Linked DNA regions of Columba livia: region 1 is linked to region 2. Evidence: chromatin contacts called from public Hi-C data. All regions are on one chromosome and are shown on one strand. Each heading gives the region's core, a stretch centred on a gene start, on an enhancer-like site or on the middle of the called end of the contact. The rest is flanking DNA. Distances are from core to core; before and after follow the strand shown.

Evidence for each region. A called contact is a pair of places that touch in the nucleus more often than the background predicts.
Region 1: a contact with region 2 is called in a Hi-C map of liver, with 5 times the contacts expected there. The contact joins two enhancer-like sites. A contact is called at or near these places in 2 of 2 Hi-C or Micro-C datasets (crop and liver).

What each region holds. Positions count from the first base shown.
Region 1 is chr11:1,166,318-1,171,923 of bColLiv1.pat.W.v2, forward strand. LEO1 (LEO1 homolog, Paf1/RNA polymerase II complex component) reads right to left here. Exons shown (of 13, transcript XR_010475317.1): 10 at 5,194-5,380; 11 at 4,827-4,924; 12 at 2,592-2,774; 13 at 1-517. It overlaps MAPK6 (mitogen-activated protein kinase 6), which reads right to left and starts at 1,044. Exons shown (of 7, transcript XM_065076409.1): 1 at 910-1,044. Within about 2 kb of position 3,889, at least 1 of the 3 cell types and tissues checked has an H3K27ac peak away from gene starts, as active enhancers do.
Region 2 is chr11:1,055,105-1,060,610 of bColLiv1.pat.W.v2, forward strand. It overlaps the pseudogene LOC102090015. Among named protein-coding and RNA genes, the nearest start is that of BCL2L10, 21 kb to the left of the region's middle. Within about 2 kb of position 4,132, at least 1 of the 3 cell types and tissues checked has an H3K27ac peak away from gene starts, as active enhancers do.

The DNA of each region.
Region 1 (5,606 bases), core at 2,639-5,138, 110 kb after region 2:
AACTTGGCCAAAATTAAGAGATTTCCCGACAGTTTAGCAAGTTGCCTCACTGAGCTGGGTTAGTTCTGGCCAAACGGGCTGCCAGGTGGAGTGAAGGGCTGGAGGGGCGGCTGCTCCGTTCCAGGAGCCCCCAGCCCAGGGGGTGTCCTGCGCCCCAAATCCAGCCCCTGCACGCTGGGCGCAGGAAAGCGGCTGCTGGAAAATGCTACCGGTACTAGGAAGAAAACTCCACATCAACAACTGGAACCTGGGATACAGCTGGAGGATATACTCGACACAACAAAACTAAATAGGCAAGAACAGCTTCCAGTAACTGTCACAAGAGAGTTTACCCTACACCCTGGCACTAGCCAGATCTAGCACTCACACAGTTCAAATCATGCCCTTGTGGAAGGAGCGTTCCGACCAGTCAGTACAAGAGTCAACACAGCTCAATCCACATTCTCTTTCCTTTGTCTTCATATTTTTAATTTGGGTAAAATTAAACCATTGCAAGTAATTCTCTCGTACTTGGAGGCTGGGAAAAGAAAGAGCAAAACCTGTCTTTAGGCGAAATGAAACCATACATCAACAACTAAAAAGAAAATAGTGTGGATAAGGCTAAGTTCATTCAAGTGACTTTAATTACAAGATGATTGCTAAAGTAATTTGAGCTGAGGAAACACTTTCCAAAATTCCACATTTAAATAAGACTTTGAAAGAGCAATTTACAAAAGAAGACAGTGTAAAAAATGGCTTCTTTTCATCTTTGTAATCCACTTTTGGAAGCTAAAGCAGACGGCTTATTAGTAAAGGTTTAGTCAGCATCAGACCTATGAAAGTGATTAAAACACTTGCACTCTTAGGGGTTTAGTAAAAATAAAAATACCCAACACTTCAGTTAAAGTGACATAAAAGCAAACGCATTACCAGTGAAATGGTGCTGGGTTTCCATGTGCCAGATGTGTTGTTTAGGAGGCACCTGGCAGGCTTTCAGGTGAAGGTACAGCACGTCACCCCGGGCAGGACGGGTCCCTGTCTGAGCTCCGGCTGCCCCCCGGCCGCTCGCGCACGGCAGGGAACGCGCGTCAGAGCCCGCCTGCCAGCACACGGCTAAACTAAGGATCACAGGGAGAGAATTCCAGCAGATGGAGAAAGGTTTTATCTACACATTAACGAGGCGCAGGAACTCTTAGGTAACAATTTAATTAGAGGGAAAAAAAAAAGAACAGTTTCTCACACACTCAGACATCAGAGATGGAATTTTGCACTTTGCTTTCATACTTGCAGGAGAGATGCACAAACTACTGGCCTGACTAAAGGTGACAACGGCATGACGTCCAGGTCGAAAGCTCTATCTCAAAAACCAGGGAATGTCAGGAGAGCAAAGTGCGCACTGTGGAGCACTTGCACCGGGTAACAGTCCTTGTTACACAACTGTCAGCTACTTTATTTCATCTTGCATTACACGAATCCACATCATAAACTATCCACAGCAATGGTGGATATGGTCTTGTCTAAAGAGGCATTGACCAATGGTGGCCAATGGTTTTGTCTAAAGAGGCATTAAGCTAGTTCTGGTTTCTTTCCTTTAGAAAATCTGCAGGACTGTGTGCAAAGCCTGTTAAAAAAGCAACACAGACACCACCTGAATGTTCCCTCACCAAGGGGAGAAACCACATACGGGATATTTCCTCTTGAAAGAAGTGTGGAAAGGTTCAGGTATTTCTTCCAGCCTTTCCACACATTGCAACTGGTACTGCACCCTCACAGAAGGTGTTTAAAACAGTCTAAAAGCAGCAAAGATTCTGTCCAGAACATTCTCCTCCAGTGACCTTCCAGCTACACAAACCTACTTATCAAACCAACCAGGATCAATAGGAAATTGCACCAGAGGGATTATATGAAATTATGAGACACTATTGTTAGGATATATTTTTGCATTGTGGTTCATTTAAAGGAAGCTTCCATCTCTGCTGGTAGAAATTTCGTGGTTTTGTTTAAGTAAGTGCTTTTACTCCCATTTCCATCAGCATGTGCCTGTCATTCTTATGATTAACGCTCAGGCAACACACACATTTTTGTTCTGGGCTTCGATGCATGAAAAATAAATGTCTTACATGATCGCTTAACTATTCCAACCGCAGGATTCTCAGTTTACTCAAATACAAAGCAGTATTTTCAGCCATGAAAATACACCAGCATAGTAATGGACTGTCCACAGGAAACAAGGAACATGTAGGAAAAAAGAACTGTACTGGAGCGCTCACATATTCTTCCAGCCCTTCCACACAAAGGGCGAGCTGCATCGCCACACCGTCAGGCAAACTCAGCCTCTAAGCGTTCTAGAAAGATTAGAACGGTTTCTCCTAATGAACCCAGTGAAAACCACTGATGAATTCACTTGGATAACCAGTTACACCAATTCACGAAACTGAAATGTACTGTGTAAGATTAAAAGCATGGCACTGTGATGATCCAGGGGGCAACAGCTACTGCAACAGGAGAAAATCTGAAAAAACAAAGGGAAGTCAAAAATCTTTATTCACACCAAAACCACCGACTTCAGGGGAATTTTCATTTATCAAAATAACCCAATTATGGTTACTTACATCTTTGTTGTAAGAGAACTGTACAATATATATAAATATATATATAAAAAAGAAATCAACTTTTGTTCTTCCTCAATACTAATCGTCATCTTCTTCCTCTTCATCGCTGATCACATATTTTTTATGCTTCTTACTTGCTTTGTCATCATCCTCTGCTTTTCTCTTCCCAGAAGGTTCACCTTCCTAAAGGCAAAAAAAAAAAGGCAAAATAAAGAACCTCAAGATACTTCAATCTAAAATAAACTCGGAAGAACAACAAAAAGATCTCAGATTCTTTCTTGGGAGAAAAGCACAACTATTGGCTCTGCTTTCTCCATTCCGTGCTGCAGGATCGCTTGTGCATCGGTTCTTCGAGTTCAGCCAGCACACGGTTTACAGCCCAAGTCCAGCAGCTCAGGAGGCGTCAAAGAGCTGGTCAAAGGAACTCGGATCATTGAGGTAACTACCTGTTTGCAAGCAATAACATAATGACTTCCATAGGTTGGATGCTCAATTTTTAGCACCGAAAGAGAGAGTCAACAGGTTGATTTTTATTCCGTGTGCATTTATACCGGTTCGGTTTAACTCATCCTTCCAAACAACATTTTAAATCAGAATGCTACAAAAGCATTTAATCAAACTACAAATCACTAGTTGTTAATTCAAAACTCACCAATTTTGACATGAAAAACAAGCGGTAACTCAATTATTGTTTAAAAAGAAGAGTATCTTTAAAAATATCCTCGGGTCTAAGAAACCTCATCCCTTTTTCCATTTGTTGGTTTTGGTTTTTAAAGCAACACGCATTACTTGGATTTGAAGAAGCAAGCAAGATCAAGTTTCAGGACTGTAATGAATTATTAGAGTATCAGAACTGCAATGAATAACTTTTTTATTCGAGCATTTTCTTCTACAGTAACGTATTAGGTTAGTACAGTAAGAATCTCTGTCAGGAAGGAATTTTAAGCATGGACAACAGAAGTTAGCAGGGGAGGGAATCTCAATGACAGCTTCTTCCCCAAAACAAGCACTCTCTTGTGATCTCGCTGGGCTACTGTTACATGATTCATCTTCCTGTTTAGCAGAATATCCCCATGAACTACAGCAACAGTAGAACTACTTGCCCCGTGCTGATAAAGTGTGTTAATAACAGATCAATGTTTCAGTAACGGCAGCAAATGGTTATGAGGACAAAGGTTGTGCTGTGTCGTTGACTGACAGCACATCCCAGCAGGTCCCTGTACAACAAGTCCGTGTTTCACGTGTGCGGACGCACATCCCAACGCCACACTTGGAGGCGGTGACTGCGAGTACCAGCCGTGCACTGCTGGGGGTTTCCTAAACCTGCAGCACCCCTGCGTGGCCCTGCTGGGAATACTACCTGAAAGTCCGGGCATTGTAAAATGGAGGCTACGGCTCCGCCAGCAGCAGAGAAAGCTCGAGCTTTTCTTCTAAGAGACTGGGATTGCAAAGTCCTGACCTTGCTATATCACTAACAACTAGTAGTGTCTTACAAACAATTCAGTTTCTACCAGCAGAGATCACAAACCACAGCTCTGTCTACACGCCTCTGGATTACTCCGCCTCCAGGATTACTGTCACACTTCCCAAAACATTCCATTTTCCTCAATGGATAATAAAAGGTCAGAATCTGTGTCTTTAAAAGAAAAATTAATTGATGCACACAAAAATTCATTTGCTTACACCCAGCAGTGATGAATTACAAACCAATAAACCACAACTTTAGAAGAGGAAACAGCCCTTCTGCTGTAGCTAACGGCTAACTTGATCATGGCCTAATGTGTAGGATGCTACGTGGGTGATGGATAACGTCTGGTTAGCAATGACATTCACCTTTTTAGCTCTTCTATTTAAAAAGACTCTTTTGCTGTTTCCATAATAAACAGGAGAGGACCACTTGTCTTAGGAGACAACACTACACTAGGATTCCAATATTAAGTCTTCTTACTCCTTGCGTAATTTTAGTTAAAGTCACTTTACATAACTCTGCATAAATTCTGCCATCTTTAAAGCAGGAATAACAATACCGATCTCCTTCGGGAATCACTCAGGTCTATGAACTAATGCAGCGTATAAGAAAATCAGTGACTAATTACCACGGAAAGCAGGCCAAGTCAAACAATACATTCATCACAGAGATGAAACCACAAAAGTCTCCGTTTGAAAAACTCGATTTAGTGCAGGAAACGTTCCTGACTGAAAACGAACAGCTTAAGAACAAACCCCTTTTCTTACCTCGTCACTAGTCAGTTTCTTTGCCTTGAGCAGCCTTTGTGTTTTATCTTCATCTGAGCCCTCGTCGCTGTCAGAAGAGTAGATTCTAGCACGTTCCTCTGCAGAGAAAAATGAAAAGACTAATGTTTCTCTGGATCTGAAATCAGTGAGGAAGACAGAACATGAAAAAGAATTCTCTTACATTTAGTCCCACAAAAGCCAGAGGAATCTAACCCCAGACTGAACAAACGAAGTTTATGCCAACTGAATTCATGTCTCATTTATGAAATGAACTGACAGAATACAATCTTACCAGGAACCCTGCTGTGAAATTCATCCATCTGAATCACACAGGCCCTACTTATGTGTTGTTATGTGTTACTATTACCTCTGATGCCACCTTTGTATCTGTTTTTGATGGCTGCTAGACTGATTGCATCATCGCCCTCATCCTCTTCATCATAGCGATCAGGTTCTAAATAATTTGCACTCAGACCGCGCTGATGCTGCTTCTCCCGCATTCTCCGCTGCTGAGACTCTCTGCGAATGGAAGCTCTCAACCTCTCCTCTTCTTTCTGCCCAAAGGAAGGAGCACTACATCAAGACTGAGAAAAAAATACTCAAGAGCACCGTGTATTCTACCAAAGCTTCTGAAACAATTTTGCAGCAGTGTAAAGATTGTTCATATTCCAATTTTTCTGCAATCCGTAAGGTTACGCAAACTGCACCCATGGCTAAGAACTCTTGTCTGTAACTCCAAAATACGTCTTGTTTTTCCTAAGGTCATAAAATGTTCAGAAA
Region 2 (5,506 bases), core at 2,882-5,381:
GCTTGGTTACGGCAGCTGCTCTCCCAGGGCCGGGCATCCATCACACCCCCAGGTGAGCACGGGGGCACAGGCCGCGGCACGGTGTTAAATGCAGCACGTTCACTGGGAATGCAGAGGGAGGTAGAAACACCACCTTGGTGGGGGTTTCTTCAGCTTTGTTCCATGTGGGTAGATTTGAATTGGCAGTGATATCCACATGTGTACGGGGAGGCAGATGCTGGATAGCTCGTTACCCATCCATGCGGCCAAGTGGGGCGAGAGCTGACATATGGTGGTGCTGGGGGAGCTCGGGTTCCTCTTTGCAGTAGTCATTATACAGCAGCACAAACACAGGTGAAGGTCTACAGGTACGGTTGAATTTGTGGACACCTGTGCTCACGAACCCGTTCTGCAGGGATGTGCAATGCACCTGCAGCTTCCTTGGGCGCTGTAGAGATGTTTTGAATGTGCCGAGGAGATGAGGGAGCTGTGTCCATTGGTCTAAGCCTGTGTCCTCTTGCTCCTCCAACCTGAGCTCTGCAGCCCTCTCCAGGTCCCCTTGGGCTGGCGGCACCACCCGAGAGTGCCCGGGCAGAAGAACCCCCATCCCGAGCAGCCCCCATGCTGCGGCAGAGCCGGGACACACCACCCTGAGGTAAGGGCAGGAGAAGGTGTTCCCAGTGGCAAACCAAGGTGGAAATGTCACCCTGCGAAGGGCTGGGTGCAGTGCTCACACTCTCACCCTGCGCTTTGCGCACCGTTGGCGCACACGCTGGGTGGCCCTGCGCGCCCAGTGCCGGCTCTGGGTCTAGTTGGTGACAGACCCAGTGGCATCTCTGTCCCCATTCAGGAGCAGCCAAGGGCTGTTGGGTCCCTCTGAGGGGTGCCTTGGGGACACAGGTTGTTGGTCCCAGTGTTGTCCCACCAGCCCTGGCATGGCAGGAAAGGGTGGGAAGCATCATTGGGGGGCACATGGAAAGTCACTGTGTGCTCCCAAATTAGCTACCAGGCCAGGTTGGTTTTCCTGTTTACTCCCTAAGTGGAAAATAGGAAGAGAGTGAAAAACCTCATTCCCTTGGCTATAAAAAGGTCTTGTGGTGTGGGCAGAGGAATTTTACCTTCCCTTCATTTCTCGCCTCGGTGGTGCCAGGTGTGCGGCGTGGGCTGCAGTGGCGGTAATGCCAGAGAAACGGGAGACCAGGAATAGCAGCTGGTCTGGGGGGGATGTTTCCTCTTGGGCAGAGAACGGGGCCCGTTCACCACTCAGCAGATGAGCAGATGTGTTTTGCAAAGCCCGAGGGTCACAGAGCAGACACGCGGGGACACTGACGCAGTGGGGGTGCGAGGCAGCTGGTGGCTGCTCACAGCTACAATGGGCGCGACAAAAGGGTAAGAAATCGCATCATCCTGACAGCGTTTCGTAGGCAGATTGCAATGAAAAGGTCGGCTGTTGGGTTGGCCAGCAGGAGCGAGGGGTCGGGCAGATAAGATGCTGCCACGCCAGAAAACTGGCTGGGCTGCATTTCAGGTTTACAGCATCAGGGTGAATTATTGGGATACCAAGCCCTGCAAGCCCAGAGAAGTTGCTAAACCTTGTTTGCCTCAGATTGTTTGTCCAAAAAGATACTGAGAGATGAACTCTTTCTTCCCTTTGTAATTGGCCATAATCTTATCTGAAACCTCCAAAGTGTCCTAGAGACTCCCCAAGGAGATAGCAAGCAAACAAAAGAGAAGTCCAAGAGCATTAATTTCTGAGGCTTGAAACTGGGGAATAGCACAAATTTCTTGGCCAGCTTTGGTCGCCCTTATTTGCCACAAAGGGAAGGAAAGGATACCCAGAGCTGCCAGTGTCTTGCTTAGTAAGCGACTGACCTTTCTTGCCTCTGTGCTCCTCGCGGATAACTGAAGCTGTTTTGAGGAATAAATCTCAAAGTTGGTTTAGCCAATAACTAGAAAAAATATGGCATGAGAGCAGTAGGCTACAGCAGCCCATGTCTCAGGCGTCCAGATGATTAGGTTTAATTATGGTTTAACCGTGTCCCACCAAAGGGTATTTTTGGTGTGTTTGTTGTGGGTGCCCATCAGGTGAGAGGCTTTCTCGTGGATCCAGTGGTGGTCTCAAGGTACCTTTTGCCCTGCGTGGTTTGTGACTTCTCACTTGTGACAGAAACCTCTAATAATCTCACCACAGACCTTGAAAAGTATGTGCAATTGTAGAAAAGGTCCCCTAAACACAGTGTTTCATTTAAAATACAGTTCAGTGTCTGCGCGCCTGACTGGTCTCAGCTGGTCTTGCCATAAAGGATTTTACAGGCTCTGTGTCTCTTTTTGGGGTCTGTTTCTGCTCGTGCCACCTGTGGTTGTGACTGTGAAGCAGCTGAGTGTTATTTGTGATGTTGCCGTGCACTCATGGCCCTGTTGGTTTGCTGGCAAGCGGGGGTGTCCCATGAGGGCTGGTGATGTGGAGCAGACCTGGTGGGTTGTCCTGGCTTTGTCCTTGCGGTGTGCGTCACCCCCAGCAGCGGAGAAGCTCCTGTGCAGCTCTCTGCGGGGGAGGCGTTGGGGACACCAGAATGGGACGTGCCATCATAGATTAGGTGAGCCCTGTTAGTTCCATGAGGGTCTATCACGCCCCCCAGGATGGGTCCAACTGCCATGTCACGTCCCTGAGTCTGTCGCATCTTTGGCTGTGATTTTCAGATTTGTCTGTAACAAAACACTTACTGTGTGTCCGGTGAGCCCAGCTCTGGAGACAGGATCTTGATTCTGTGTTAATTGTGCTGGTTTTGGCCAGGTTATTGATTAAAAATGTGACATTTTGAAGAGGAAAGAGGAAAATTATTCTCTGACAAAGTGTATACTTGATGCTGGTTCATGACTTAGAACTTGTTTTCAAACCCATGGGTTGACCAGTTTTGCCACAAAGTGCTACATTACCCTTTAGATTATTCTAGTTCTCAGTCAAAATGCGACACCAATAAGAGGTGTTACCAGCCTGCACGCATCCTGTATCAGCACCGCAGCAAGTTACTGCGACCAGATCTGTTTTCTGTCAACCTTTCTTGATTAGCAGAAATAAACCATTTAAGGGAGGGGAACTGAGCTAATCAGCATGTGCCTGGGCTCTGGGTCATGGTGACTCGCCTTTGGCTTTATCCTGTTTGTTCTTTCAAATGCTGGCATCTTTTCTTTCAGATGAGTCCCTCAGCAGCTGGACCGAGGGCAGGGTGCACAGCCGCTCCCCATGCCAGCGCAGACGTCCTCAATTAATCCAGGTATAATGTGTATTTTAGGAACGAGCAGTAGGTGCGAAGGATACTTCAGTGTCGCGGTGTTCTGAGCAGAAAGCAAACTAGTGGGACAACTGAGCAGTTGGCTACGCTGCTGTAATGATTTTACCGATACAAAGCAGTTCACAGGCAGTAAGGACACTGTTTTCGACTCTTTTGCTCGCCCGCTGCAAGGCATTGGGCAGCGGCTGGCGAGGCTGTTCCCCAGCGAGCGAGTGTGCCCTTCGCTTTGCCGTGCTCAGCCCCCAGCGGTGGGGTTTCCCTGTCCCCGTGGCACCAGGGCCACCCACACCGGGTCACCACGAGGCAGCGCAGCCGAAACCCAGGAGGTGTCTGAGGGCAGGCGCGGGCGGCAGGGCTGTCCCCGTGCTGCAGGGGACAGGCACGGCGGGGTTAAAGCCCTCAGCCTGACTCTGCTGAAAACCCGTGTTGCATGGTTTGTGCGCACAGGCTGCTCCGGTCCGCCTGGGGTTTACCACACATTTTCGTCGTGCTTGCAAAATGCTGTTATCACCAGTTGCAAAAACCAGCCTCATCCTCATCTGATCAGAGCGAAACCAGCACAGCTCTGCACAGCGTCTCCAGCACGTCCGGTCTGCTGAGCGCTCCTGTGGGGCACACAGTTATTGCTCAGAGACCTTCGGTTTGCTGCTTTGGGATTTGTTTTTTCTCATTGCAGACTCCTTGGCCTGTGAAAGCAGTTGGTAACCACTGCAGGCAGGATGCTTGCTGCCTTACCTACTGGCCGTGACGTGGCTTTTTGCCGAGGGCTGACATGGCCTTTCCGTGTGCAGATGTGCTCGGTAAAGCTGAGCGTGTCAGGCAGCTGGCGCTGGGCTGCTCCCAAAGAGCAGGGGGCTGGGGCTGCCACCGAAGCCCTGCTGAGCAGGGGCACGGCTGAGCTGGCTGTGAAGCCCATCCCCACCACTCCACGCTGGTCCGATCAGGTGACCAGCACCCTCTCAGGGTCACCCTGTCCCAGTGGGGTGATGAGAGCAGGGTACCCACTATCTCCCCACTGCCAGTGCCTGTGCTTCACTCCGATAGCGCCTCCTGTCCCCCATAGCGCCTCCTGTCCCCCATAGCGCCTCCTGTCCCCCATAGCTCCTCCTGTCCCAGCCCTTATCTCTGTGGTGGGACAACAGTGCAGGTGAATGCGCAGGGCCAGCCAGAAGGGAAGCTCTGGGTATTTTCCAGGAGGAAAGCTGCTGTTTAAAATCATACGTATTCCAAATCCTGAAGGCTATTAAACCTGTATGAGACACAGGCTGGAGCCACTGTGCAATTTACCACACCAATCCTCACGACAGACCGCTTTTGTGTGCTGCTGGGCTATGGGATGGCTGAGGTGGAGGATGGCATGTGCAAAATTGTGGGGAGAACTGTGGGTTTCTTTCACTAGAGCTTAGAAACCATCTTTGGCTGTACGAGACCCCAGCCAGAGCTCAGCGTTCTCCAGCACCCGCAGCGCTCCTGGGGGAGCCGCTGCTGGGGGGTCTGCAGCAGCGGGTTGCTGCTGGGGAGAGGGAAGCCAGGTAACGTGCACAAGAAATCAGGGCTTTCACGAGGTGCCGTAACAAACTGCAGCCCCAAGTTGCAGCTGCGCTGTGTGTACACGCGCGGTGTGCTGCAGGGTCACCCGCGTCCAGCCCGGTGCCACTGCACGGGCTCCGTGTCCAGGGCCAGCGCGGGGCCGCGGCTCCTGCCTCCAAACGCTTCACATTTTCTTCTACTTGTATCCATTTCTCAGCACTTATGAAGCCATTCATATTCTCCAAATTTAGAATCAAAGGTTCCTTTTTGAAGAGACCTCAGCTTTAATGTAAAACGTGCCCCAAGTTCTTGAATTCCCGCTTTCTTTTCACTTTTGAAGATACATCTGTGGAATGTGAAAAGATGTAGCCTCGCTGGTTGTGATATGTGGCTACTTGTCTTCCAATGAACTGAGGACTGTGTGGGAAGAGACAGGCAAGCATGCGACCAACGGGATGGCCCAGTCGTGTTGTAAAATTATTCAGGATTACTTCAGGTGTGTGTTCTGTGGGCTCCTTCCCTTTTCGCTCTATTTCTTTATGCAAACGGACACTACGCATTCCAAAATGAGCAGTTGGACCATCAGGCAGATAACTTAAGACCATTTGGTATTTTGCGATCTTCGGTAATAACGATTAAACCAATGAAGTCCCTTGCTATACACTGTGGAATCATTCTTTTCAAAGCCAGTCCTCTTCCATAGC